3 separate regions of the Sus scrofa genome follow, and all the other regions are linked to region 1. A link is a contact called in public HiChIP or PLAC-seq data. All regions are on one chromosome and are shown on one strand. The core of a region is the stretch at or near the end of the contact, and the rest is flanking DNA. Distances in the headings are between cores, read along the strand shown.

The links. HiChIP or PLAC-seq counts read pairs in DNA pulled down with a chosen protein or histone mark.
Region 2: a contact with region 1 is called in an H3K27ac HiChIP or PLAC-seq map of alveolar macrophages. The contact joins two enhancer-like sites. A contact is called at or near these places in 1 of 47 Hi-C or Micro-C datasets (skeletal muscle) and 2 of 2 datasets of contacts at active chromatin or transcription factors (alveolar macrophages and skeletal muscle).
Region 3: an H3K27ac HiChIP or PLAC-seq map of alveolar macrophages shows a contact between it and region 1. The contact joins two enhancer-like sites. A contact is called at or near these places in 2 of 2 datasets of contacts at active chromatin or transcription factors (alveolar macrophages and skeletal muscle).

The regions. Positions count from the first base shown.
Region 1 is chr14:56,572,221-56,575,504 of Sscrofa11.1, reverse strand. No RefSeq gene overlaps it. Among named protein-coding and RNA genes, the nearest start is that of IRF2BP2, 28 kb to the right of the region's middle. Within about 2 kb of position 1,589, at least 5 of the 83 cell types and tissues checked have an H3K27ac peak or open chromatin away from gene starts, as enhancers often do. A contact at or near this core is called in alveolar macrophages, where this site is marked.
Region 2 is chr14:56,258,067-56,261,071 of Sscrofa11.1, reverse strand. All of the region lies in intron 1 of LOC102158284 (a long non-coding RNA gene), which reads right to left. Among named protein-coding and RNA genes, the nearest start is that of TOMM20, 150 kb to the right of the region's middle. Within about 2 kb of position 1,656, at least 13 of the 83 cell types and tissues checked have an H3K27ac peak or open chromatin away from gene starts, as enhancers often do. A contact at or near this core is called in alveolar macrophages, where this site is marked.
Region 3 is chr14:56,224,705-56,227,640 of Sscrofa11.1, reverse strand. No RefSeq gene overlaps it. Among named protein-coding and RNA genes, the nearest start is that of TOMM20, 110 kb to the right of the region's middle. Within about 2 kb of position 1,335, at least 5 of the 83 cell types and tissues checked have an H3K27ac peak or open chromatin away from gene starts, as enhancers often do. A contact at or near this core is called in alveolar macrophages, where this site is marked.

The sequences.
Region 1 (3,284 bases), core at 340-2,839:
GGAACAGCCAGGAGGGAACTCGCAGGAGAGGCTGGGATTTAAAAAGACTCATTAGCCTTTGTTCACATCTGCCTCACCTGAGCTGTCGTGGTGTTTACTACCAAGGTCTTACCCAATGTTGTCAAGAAGAGGAAAAACCTACCCAAAGGAAAACTCCTATTCTCCCCTCTGTCTCTCCCCTCCCTTCCTCCCTTCCAGCAAAAACCCACCGAGTGCCAGCAACCTTGCCACATGCTGAATCACATCAGACATGGCTTGAGCCCTCTACCTTCCCAGTGAAAGGGTTGTCCCCTGGATTGCTCAGAGCTTGTGGGAAATGCAGGTTCTCAGGCCATGGAGGTGACTGACAGACTCAGAATGTGGATTTCAGCAGGTTCCCCAGGCAAGTCATAGGCACTGAAGATTGAGAAGCACTGGCCTCCAGGACTCTAGGAGGGTAAGCCCAATTTTTTTTACAAGTGTCGTTACCATAAGATTAAGGGGTATAGCCACTGTGGAGAACAGTATGGAGGTTCTTTATAAAACTAAAAATAGAACTACCAGAGTTCCCATCCTGTCGCAGTGGAAATGAATCCAACTAGGAACCATGAGGTTGCAGGTTTGATCCCTGGCTTCGCTCAGTGAGTTAAGGATCATCATTGCCGTGATCTGTGGTGTAGGTTGCAGACATGGCTTGGATCTGGCGTTGTTGTGGCTGTGGGTCAGCAGCTATAGCTCTTATTCAATCCCTAGCCTGGGAATCTCCATATGCCATGGGAGTGGCCCTAAAAAGCAAAAAAAAAAAAAAAAAAGGAACTACCAAATGATCCAGCAATCCCACTTCTGAGCATATATCCAGAGAAAAATCATAATTCAAAAAGATACATGCACCCCAATGTTCATTGCAGCACTATTTATAATAGCTTAGACAAGGAAGCAACCTAAATGTCCACTGACAGATGAATGGACAAAGAAGATGTGGTGCACAATGGAATATTACTCAGCCATTAAAAAGAATGAAATAATGCCATTTGCAGTAATATGGATAGACCTAGAGATTATAATACTAAGTGAAGTGAGACAATGACAAATACCATATGACATCACTTATATGTGGAATCTAAATTTTAAAAAATATGTATACAAATGAACTTATAAAACATAAAGAGACTCAGAGACACAAGAAACAAACTTAGAGTCACCAAAGGGGAATGGGGGGAGGGACCGATAAATTAGGAGTTTGGGATTAACATATACACACTACTATATATAAAATAGAACAAGGATCTGTTGTATAGCACCAGGAACTTTACTCAATATTTTGTAATAACCTATAAGGGAAAAGAATCTGAAAAAGTACAGATATATGTATGTATAACCAAATCACTGTGCTGTATGCCTGAAGCTAAGACAGCACTGGAAATCAACTATAGTTCAATAAAAAAATAAAAGGATTGAGAGTTAGGCGGTCACTATTTAGCTTTCAGGAACTACTGCAGCTTAATATCCCCTGGAAGTCTATGTGACTGGCAGGAGCCTGGGTCATGAGACAGTGATGCCTGTGGGAGTGGAAAGTCCCTCCTGAGAGGCTTTGTAGAGGGGACGGAAAGGGAAGGAGAGGGGACAGAAGAGGAAGTGGAGGTGAGCTTCTGCGGAGGAGCAGTCAGGAGATTAGGAGCATGGGAACATTCCCATCACGTGGACATCCTGGGCCCAACCCAGCGAGTTTGAGTTTCGAAAGGCTGCCTTCCCAGTGGGGGAGATTCCCCTCAGGCTCAGAAAACCAAACCTCTTCCTGTGCTTTCCCTCCTAAATCTGCAGTTGGCTCCCTCAGCCGCTGAACAGAGGAAGGCCTCCCAGGGGCCGGAAGTCCAGGGACCTCCACCTCCCTCTTCTAATGAAACTGAAAGAAGGATTCTTAGGGATTGCAGGGAGATGGTGGGTTTTGTTGTTTTTTGAGAGGGAGGTTTTCTTTTTGCTCAGGTCAGCCAGCGTTCCCTAAGTAAAGTAAATCTGCGACGATGCACATACTTCAGGATATTAAGCTTCGACCAACTCTTGGCATTCGAAGTTATGAGATTGGAGAGGCAGAGCTGAAGATCTATGTCTTCCTTTTGTAGGAAATGACACATAATCATAGATATTTTATAGGTTACCACCATACCTCGGTATCTGTGGGAGACTGGTTCCTGGATCCGTGGTCGATTCCAAAGTCCACGAGGTACTCAAGTCTCATAGTTGGCCCTCCGAATTTGCAGGTTCCACATCCACGTATTCAACCAGTTAAGGTTCATGATCCACAGTTGGTTGAATCCACAGATGAGGAACCCTGTGTCTAACATGCTTTATATTTTTTTGGCAGGTGCAGATAAGAGTTCAAGTACAAACAATGAGTTTCTCTTTCCTATCGTCTAGGAAGAAACAATTTATAAGGTATCAAGCTCTTATATCTCAGACCGAAGATACCTGCTCTCCACGCTATACACAGACCCTTAAGAATCAGTCAAAAGAGCCAGGTCCAAAACAAAATTCCTAAGGAAACTGAACAACCAAGCATGGGGCGGGGGGAATATCTGGGGCAGAGAGATAAAATCTCCTGAAAATTGTGTTGACAAAGAATTGTGGTATACATAGCCCCACTAACGAAGCACAAAACCACACTGCTCTCTGAAGGACTATGGCTTAGTCAACCTACGTTACACATGTGAACCAAAGTGACAGTAAGTTGAAGCCCTTCAAAACCCATACTCTGTTTTAAGAAAGAAGCAAAGCATATTACTTGCTGAAAATTGTGGATTAAATTCACGTTAATTCATCTTGAGCCGCACCACATCCTTTCTAGGATGTACTTAAAACTCTGATTGTTCTGCACCAATGACTGTAGATTCATTGAAAGTTCTGGGAGGCTGACCAAAAAAGCCCAATCTATTAAACAGAGATGAGAATAATCCTTTTCAGGAGAATGAGCAGCACACAGGTCTTCAGGTCTGTACCTAAGCATACTGTGCCTATTTTGATGAAGAATTAAGTTCTCGATAGAAAAATCACTTTTACTTAAACTAACACATTTTGGATGGCTTCTGTATCAGTCTGCCCAGGCAGCTATAACAAAATACCACAGAATGGGGCAGAGATTTCTTTCTTAGCGTTCTGGAGGCTGGAAGTAACAGATCAAGGTGCCAGCAGATTTGGTTCCTGGCTTGCAGATGGTCACCTTCTCATTGTGTCTTCACATGGCACAGAGAGAGAGGGGGAGAGAGGGGAGAGAGAGAAGAGAGGGAGAGAGAAAGAGAGAGAAAAGGAGA
Region 2 (3,005 bases), core at 407-2,906, 310 kb after region 1:
GTGGCTCCTGGGGTGCCCGTGGCTCCGGAGACCCCCGTGGATGGGCCATGCTGACTCCAGACAAGGAGTCCTCTTGCACCAACTTTTGCCACATCAGCGGGACTCCACTTAAGATGTCCCCCCCGCCACCCCTTTCCAGAGGCTTCGTCTTTGGAGCTGGAGAAGCTGGTGGGCAGAGATGAGCCTGACCTCAGCTTTGGGTTGGAAGTGGGCGTCCATCAAATTCTCGAGGATACGCCTCAGCAGGTCCCCGAGGTCAGGCCTGCCTGGGAGCCAGGGTTCCAGGGATCCAACAGAGACCATGTGCCTCCAGGGCCACCTTCCAAACAAACTGCTCTCTAAAAATCACACGCCCAGCCATCCACAGAAAACCAGCCAGTCTGGAAACAGCTCCTGTGCCCTTCAAGGCCCCTCCAAAGTGACGCCTTTCTGTTTTGCTGCATGGCACTAAGTTTGACCCACTGAGCTTAAGGGGAGCGCTGTGTATGCACCCCAGAACGACCTTGCACACCACGCAAAGCCCTGGGAAGGGATTCCTCTTAGCCTTTGGGAGGCAGATCCTGTGCAAACCACCCCCAGACCCACTGTTTCCTCCAGGAGGTTCCTGTCCCTTTCTGAGTCTCAATTTCCTCATCTGTTAAATGGGCACAATTCCATGCATCTCACCGGCTTCTCATGGTGTGAATGAACGCACCCTGCTGGGTGTCAGCAAGGATCTTTAGAGCTCTTTGCATCAGATGGCTGCACAGCCTGGGCAGGAGGAGGCCCGTGTTCAGGTGGGGATGGGGGGGGGCGGTGTAAAGATGCAGGAATGTTGTCCTTCTTTGCCACTCCCTCACCCTCCAAGGCTGTCTGCTTTGCCAGGAAGTCCATTACCATAGTCCATAGAAAAAACCACTCCTCCCCACCCCAAGCCCAGCGTGGCCCGTCGGTGGATGCCACTCCCAGGCCCTGCCTTGTAGACCAGTCAGAGAGAGAGAGAACCAGAGGGGCCCTTGTCCGGGCTGTGGACACCTCTGTCCCCCTCTCTTGTCACTCTTTTGACGCCCCAAGGACCCCCGAGCACCTAGCTCCTCCCTTTCAGAGGAAAGAAATGTCTCCGTTCCTTTAAGTCCGGGGCCCACCATCTGCTTTCTAGCCTGCTACCCAGCTCACGCCGAGAGCCGAAAGAAAGGCGTACCACTGTGTAGGAGGACTGGGGCCCAGCAGCTAACAATTGTGCAAGCAGTAAACCCCAGAAATAGGGCACCCCTCAAGACATACCTGAGGCCCGCCCACCTTTGCACCCTCACCTCCTGGGGGAACCCCCTTCTCTCCTTTTCTCTTGAGGCTCTTATCCCAAAAGGTGACCTGCACCCTCTTGAGTCTCTACTACAGGAGCCACCGGGAGAGGCCTGTTGGAACTCCAGAGAAGTTACACTTGGGCCCTTTGTGCAAAGAAATAACTCATCCCCAAAGACCATCGGAGACATCTGAGAAGGGTCCTTGGTGCCTTTCTCTTCTTGAGTTTTTTTTTTTTTTTTTTTTTTCTTTCCTTTCTGCAGATGGCTGCATTTAATGAGGAAGTGCTGTCAGCAAAAAGGAGAGGAAACCTTCACCCCTGGCCACTCCCAGGATCTGGGTCCCTAGCAGCAGTGAGGCAAGAATGTCCTTTTGCTCTAGAGGGCGGCTCTATCCGTGCATGTAGAAGCCAGCAGGAAAAGCAGAGAGGAGTGGGAGTTCCTGTTGTGGCTCGCCTGTAACAAACCTGACTGGTAACTATGAAGACACAAGTTCGATCCTGGCCTCGCTCAGTGGATTAGGAATCTGGTGTTGCCATGAGCTGTTGCACAGGTTGCAGACATAGCTCTGATCTGGCATTGCTGTGCCTGTGGTGTAGGCTGGCAGCTGTAGCTCCCATTCAACCCCTAGCCTGGGAACCTCCATACATCATGGATGCGGCCCTTAAAAAAAAAAAAAAAAAAAAAAAAATTTAAAGCGCAGAGGATGAAATCATGTTTTTTAATCTCATACAGGTAGGTGCCTTCCTGCAGAAACTTTGGGCAAGAGAAAAGAAACGTTTCAGTCCACACAATAAAGCAACTTAACACCTAACCATGACTTCTTAGAGGCTAAGTGTCTATACCACCTTCCATTCTCCCAACCGGCCCTTTTTGAATCCTGGAATGATCTTCCAACAGAGATTATTGTCCCCGCAATTTTTCCAGATGAGGAGATGGAGGCCAAAGAAAGAAAGGGATTTCCCCTGGTGGCAGAGTAAATAGCAGAGCGGAGACTTAAACCTATCTGAAGTCAAGGTCAGTCTGAATTGGTCACACAGCCCCTCCAAGGTTTGCACAGTGCCCTGGGCTACCCCAGGCAGCACGTCTTTCAGCTAAGGATAGCAAGATCCCTCATCAGGAGAGAATTATCACCTTCTTGAAAACTTGGAAACCGACACTTCCAAAAGCAAATATATTTCTAAACTTTGGGTTAATGATAAAGCTGGGGAAACGCAAAAGGCTCACTGTTCCCTCTCTCCCTTTATCAATATGTGACTTAGATTTGGGTGCCAAGTCAAATTTCTCCCGCACTAGATCCTTCATGGTAACTTATTAAAGAGTAAATCAAAGTTTGCTTTAACAGAAAAGTAAATACACCCAACTTTCCATCCCACGCCGGACCCTGAGTCCATTTCCTGGTTCCACTGCTGACTCAGGCTGTAATCGGAGATAAGCGCCCGCACAGCTGTCCGGGGTGTGAGTCCCCCGCATCCACACGCCCCTCCTCCCTTGGGATGCTGGAGATGGAACTGCCATCCCCAGGGGAGGCTGCGGGCTTAGCAGGGAAAGGGAGACCAAAGGCGATGCAAAGAAGCTCCGCGCACAAGTAACGGCCACTGGTGTCTCGAGCCTCCCAGGGTGAGGAAAGGGGCCGCTCGCTCCTTTGTCACATGGCCAATAAAATCCTGCCGTTCTTTGACTCTGAACTCACCCATAATTATTGGGAGTGAGGTGGGAAGGGCT
Region 3 (2,936 bases), core at 86-2,585, 350 kb after region 1:
TGGCATAGACCAGCAGCTGCAGCTCCAATTCAACCCCTAGCCTGGGACTTTCCATATTCCTCGAGTGCAGCCCTAAAAAGAAAAAAGAAAAAAAATTAAAGAGGCAAGAGAGACTTCTTCCCACAAAGGGCACCAATGGAGTTGGCTTGGCGCAAAGTGCCAGGTCTCTATGGTGTCCAAACATGAATGGCTTATTTTTAGAAAAGTCCTCGTGGGTCCCCCACCCCCGCCTGTCCTGGTCCCACTCCAGGGTGAGCAGTGCCATTCCCTCTGATTCAACTCCCCAAACTGACCAGTTCAGAGAATCAAGGGAGCCCCCCCCCCAACCCCTCCTGGTGGGAGCTGCAGGTGGTCCTTGGGGAAAAGGTCTCAGGTCCAAATCCTCACATGCCTGTGTGCAGTCTGCTTCTAGAAAGAGCACAACCATCCCCTTAACAGTCTGCGTTTTGGAAGATGGAAGAACCCTAAGCACTGAATCTCCTGGATCCCCACATTCCCAGCAAATACGTGAGTGACCATCAGCCCTCCTCTGTGGGTCCTCAGCCCTTCCACCCCCCAACCCCCGCCCCCCGGGCTCCATCAGATGCAAGTCCAGAACTCGAGGGCTGCGCACACCACTTCCTCCTCACCTGGGGTCTGTTTCACAGGCATTTCTCCATCTCTTTCAACAGCCCCCACACTACATCTAGTGAACTAAAGAAAGGAAGGGAGACATTAACAGGAGAACCCATGCTTTGCTGTCATTCCTTACGTAGGTTTCAGTATCATCAATGTCAAGGAAAATAGTCCCAGCACAGAGTTCTTACCAGGGAGGATCATGGGCCTGGAAAGTTTGGGGGTCAGGGGAGGTGGAGAATAAATTATTTCCCTTGCCAGGCAGGGAAATGTTGATTTCATCCCATTCTTATTAAAGGAAAGTATTTAATAAGAAAATGTCCGAGGCAGTGTTTGCAACATTCCAGAGTAGCAAGGACACAGCTGTCCCTCCCCTGTTGTCCCTGCACGATCCGAGTTGCGGACATTAGTCGTCTCAAAGCAGAGAGAGCACAGGGCCTGTATGTCTGCAAACCCATGGGAAGAAGAGGACTCAGTTCTCCTGGGCTGGTGCCTGGGTTTCTCCTTTGCTGCCGTCTCCTTCATTCTGCCTCCTCCATCCTGAGCCAATGAGCAGCCCTGGCCCCGCCTCTCTGGGTGAGGTCAAGAGCGTGCACTGCCCCTTATTTTGTTAGCAAGCATCAGGCATCAACCTTTATTCGCTCCCTATAAAGCCACAGCCTTTAACTGTAGTCTTGGCCACACCCAGGGCTGTCCACCAGAGTGCGCTGTTGTGGAGAAGGAGCCCTCCAGCAGGCAGCAGCCGCGAGTCACGTGTTCTTTGTGGGCCCGCCCACCCAGGAGGGGTCTGTGTCATGTGTTTCTCGTGGCCCCGCCAACCCAGGAAGAGTGGTCTTTAAGAGCGTGTTGGATTCTGTGGGACTCGGAAGAGGTGCCTGAACTTCCCTGTGCTTTTGAAGTCAAGGGACTCCTCCCAGTGATTAGGAGCAGTGGAACCGTCCGGATCCTGCCCTTGGTCCATGCCTTTGGCCTTTGGTCATGTAGTGGCGGCCCTTTGGGCTCTGCCATTTGTGTTTCAGATCATCAGTTCTGCTATGTGAATGGGCAGGACTCTCCATCGCCTTGGCAAGACAAGGTGCTCCTCGTCCAGGAAGTGTTAGGAGTCCTAGGAGCCAGCTCCTCCCATGGGATGTGGGCTCCCGATGGAGGACAGAGTCTCTTCAGGGCCCTCCTGGGCTACTGAAATGGTCCAAGAAAACCCTTCAAGTTGACTTCCCTTCTCTAATATTCAATTTTCTTGTCCATCCAGTGGAAGAGTTGGAGTTGATACTTGATCCATTTCAGCTCTAACTTACTAAAGTCTGTGATGGCTCTGGACCTTCATGTTTCAGGACCAGGCCTGGTCCTTCTCAGCTCTCACACTGAAGCCTCAGAACCAGCCTCACTTGGAGGGTGGTCTTCAGCTCCCAGCCAAAAGCCTCGCTTGAACCTCCTCACACTTCAAAGACAAGGATGGTACCCGCATGCCACTCAGCCCTTGGAAGGGAGAAACAGTTTGGCAAAGGCCACAGAATGGACCTCGTCTCCTTACACCGAGCCCAGGGCTCCATTCAGCAGCCACCTTTCCACCCCCACCCCCATCTCCTCCCCTCACCCCGATATGCATCTACATGGCTGCAAACAAGAGCAGCCAAGTGTAGGACCTCCACCCACTGCCATCAGCAGACACTCAAGTGGACAGGCTGGACTGGAGAACAAGAACAAGAAAGGTAAGAAGCCATCTTTTTTTCTTTTTCTTTTCATTTTTTCTTCTTTTTTTTTTTTTGTGGTTGTTGTTGTCTTTTGTCTTTTTAGGGCCACATCTGAGGCATATGGAGGTTCCCAGGCCAGGGGTCAAATCAGAGGTATAGCTGTTGGCCTACACCACAGCTCATGGCAACGCGGGATCCTTAACTCACTGATCGAGGCCAGGGATCAAACCTGCGTCCTCATAGATGCTAGTCAGATTGTTTCCGCTGAGCCATGATGGGAACTCCCTTTTTTTTAAATTGAAGTATAGTTGATTTACAATGCTGTATGAGTTTCAGGCGTATAGCAGAGTGATTCAGTTATAAGGAAGGCCTGTATCTCCTCCATTTTGGTGAACAGGGGTTCAGACAGGTTGCATTCATACCCAACACCTGACAATCCCAATGACCCTAAGTTCTCTCCATTCTTATCCTCCTTTTCAGGCATCCAGTGGCCACAGGGCTCTGTTCTGAGGATGCTTCCAGGCTGTCCATTTGGGTCAGACATGCAGAGTTTAAAATTCACAAAGCAGCCTGAGGTCAGCCCCATCCCCACCTGAAAAGGCCAAAGGAACAGTCATGGTATAAATCATT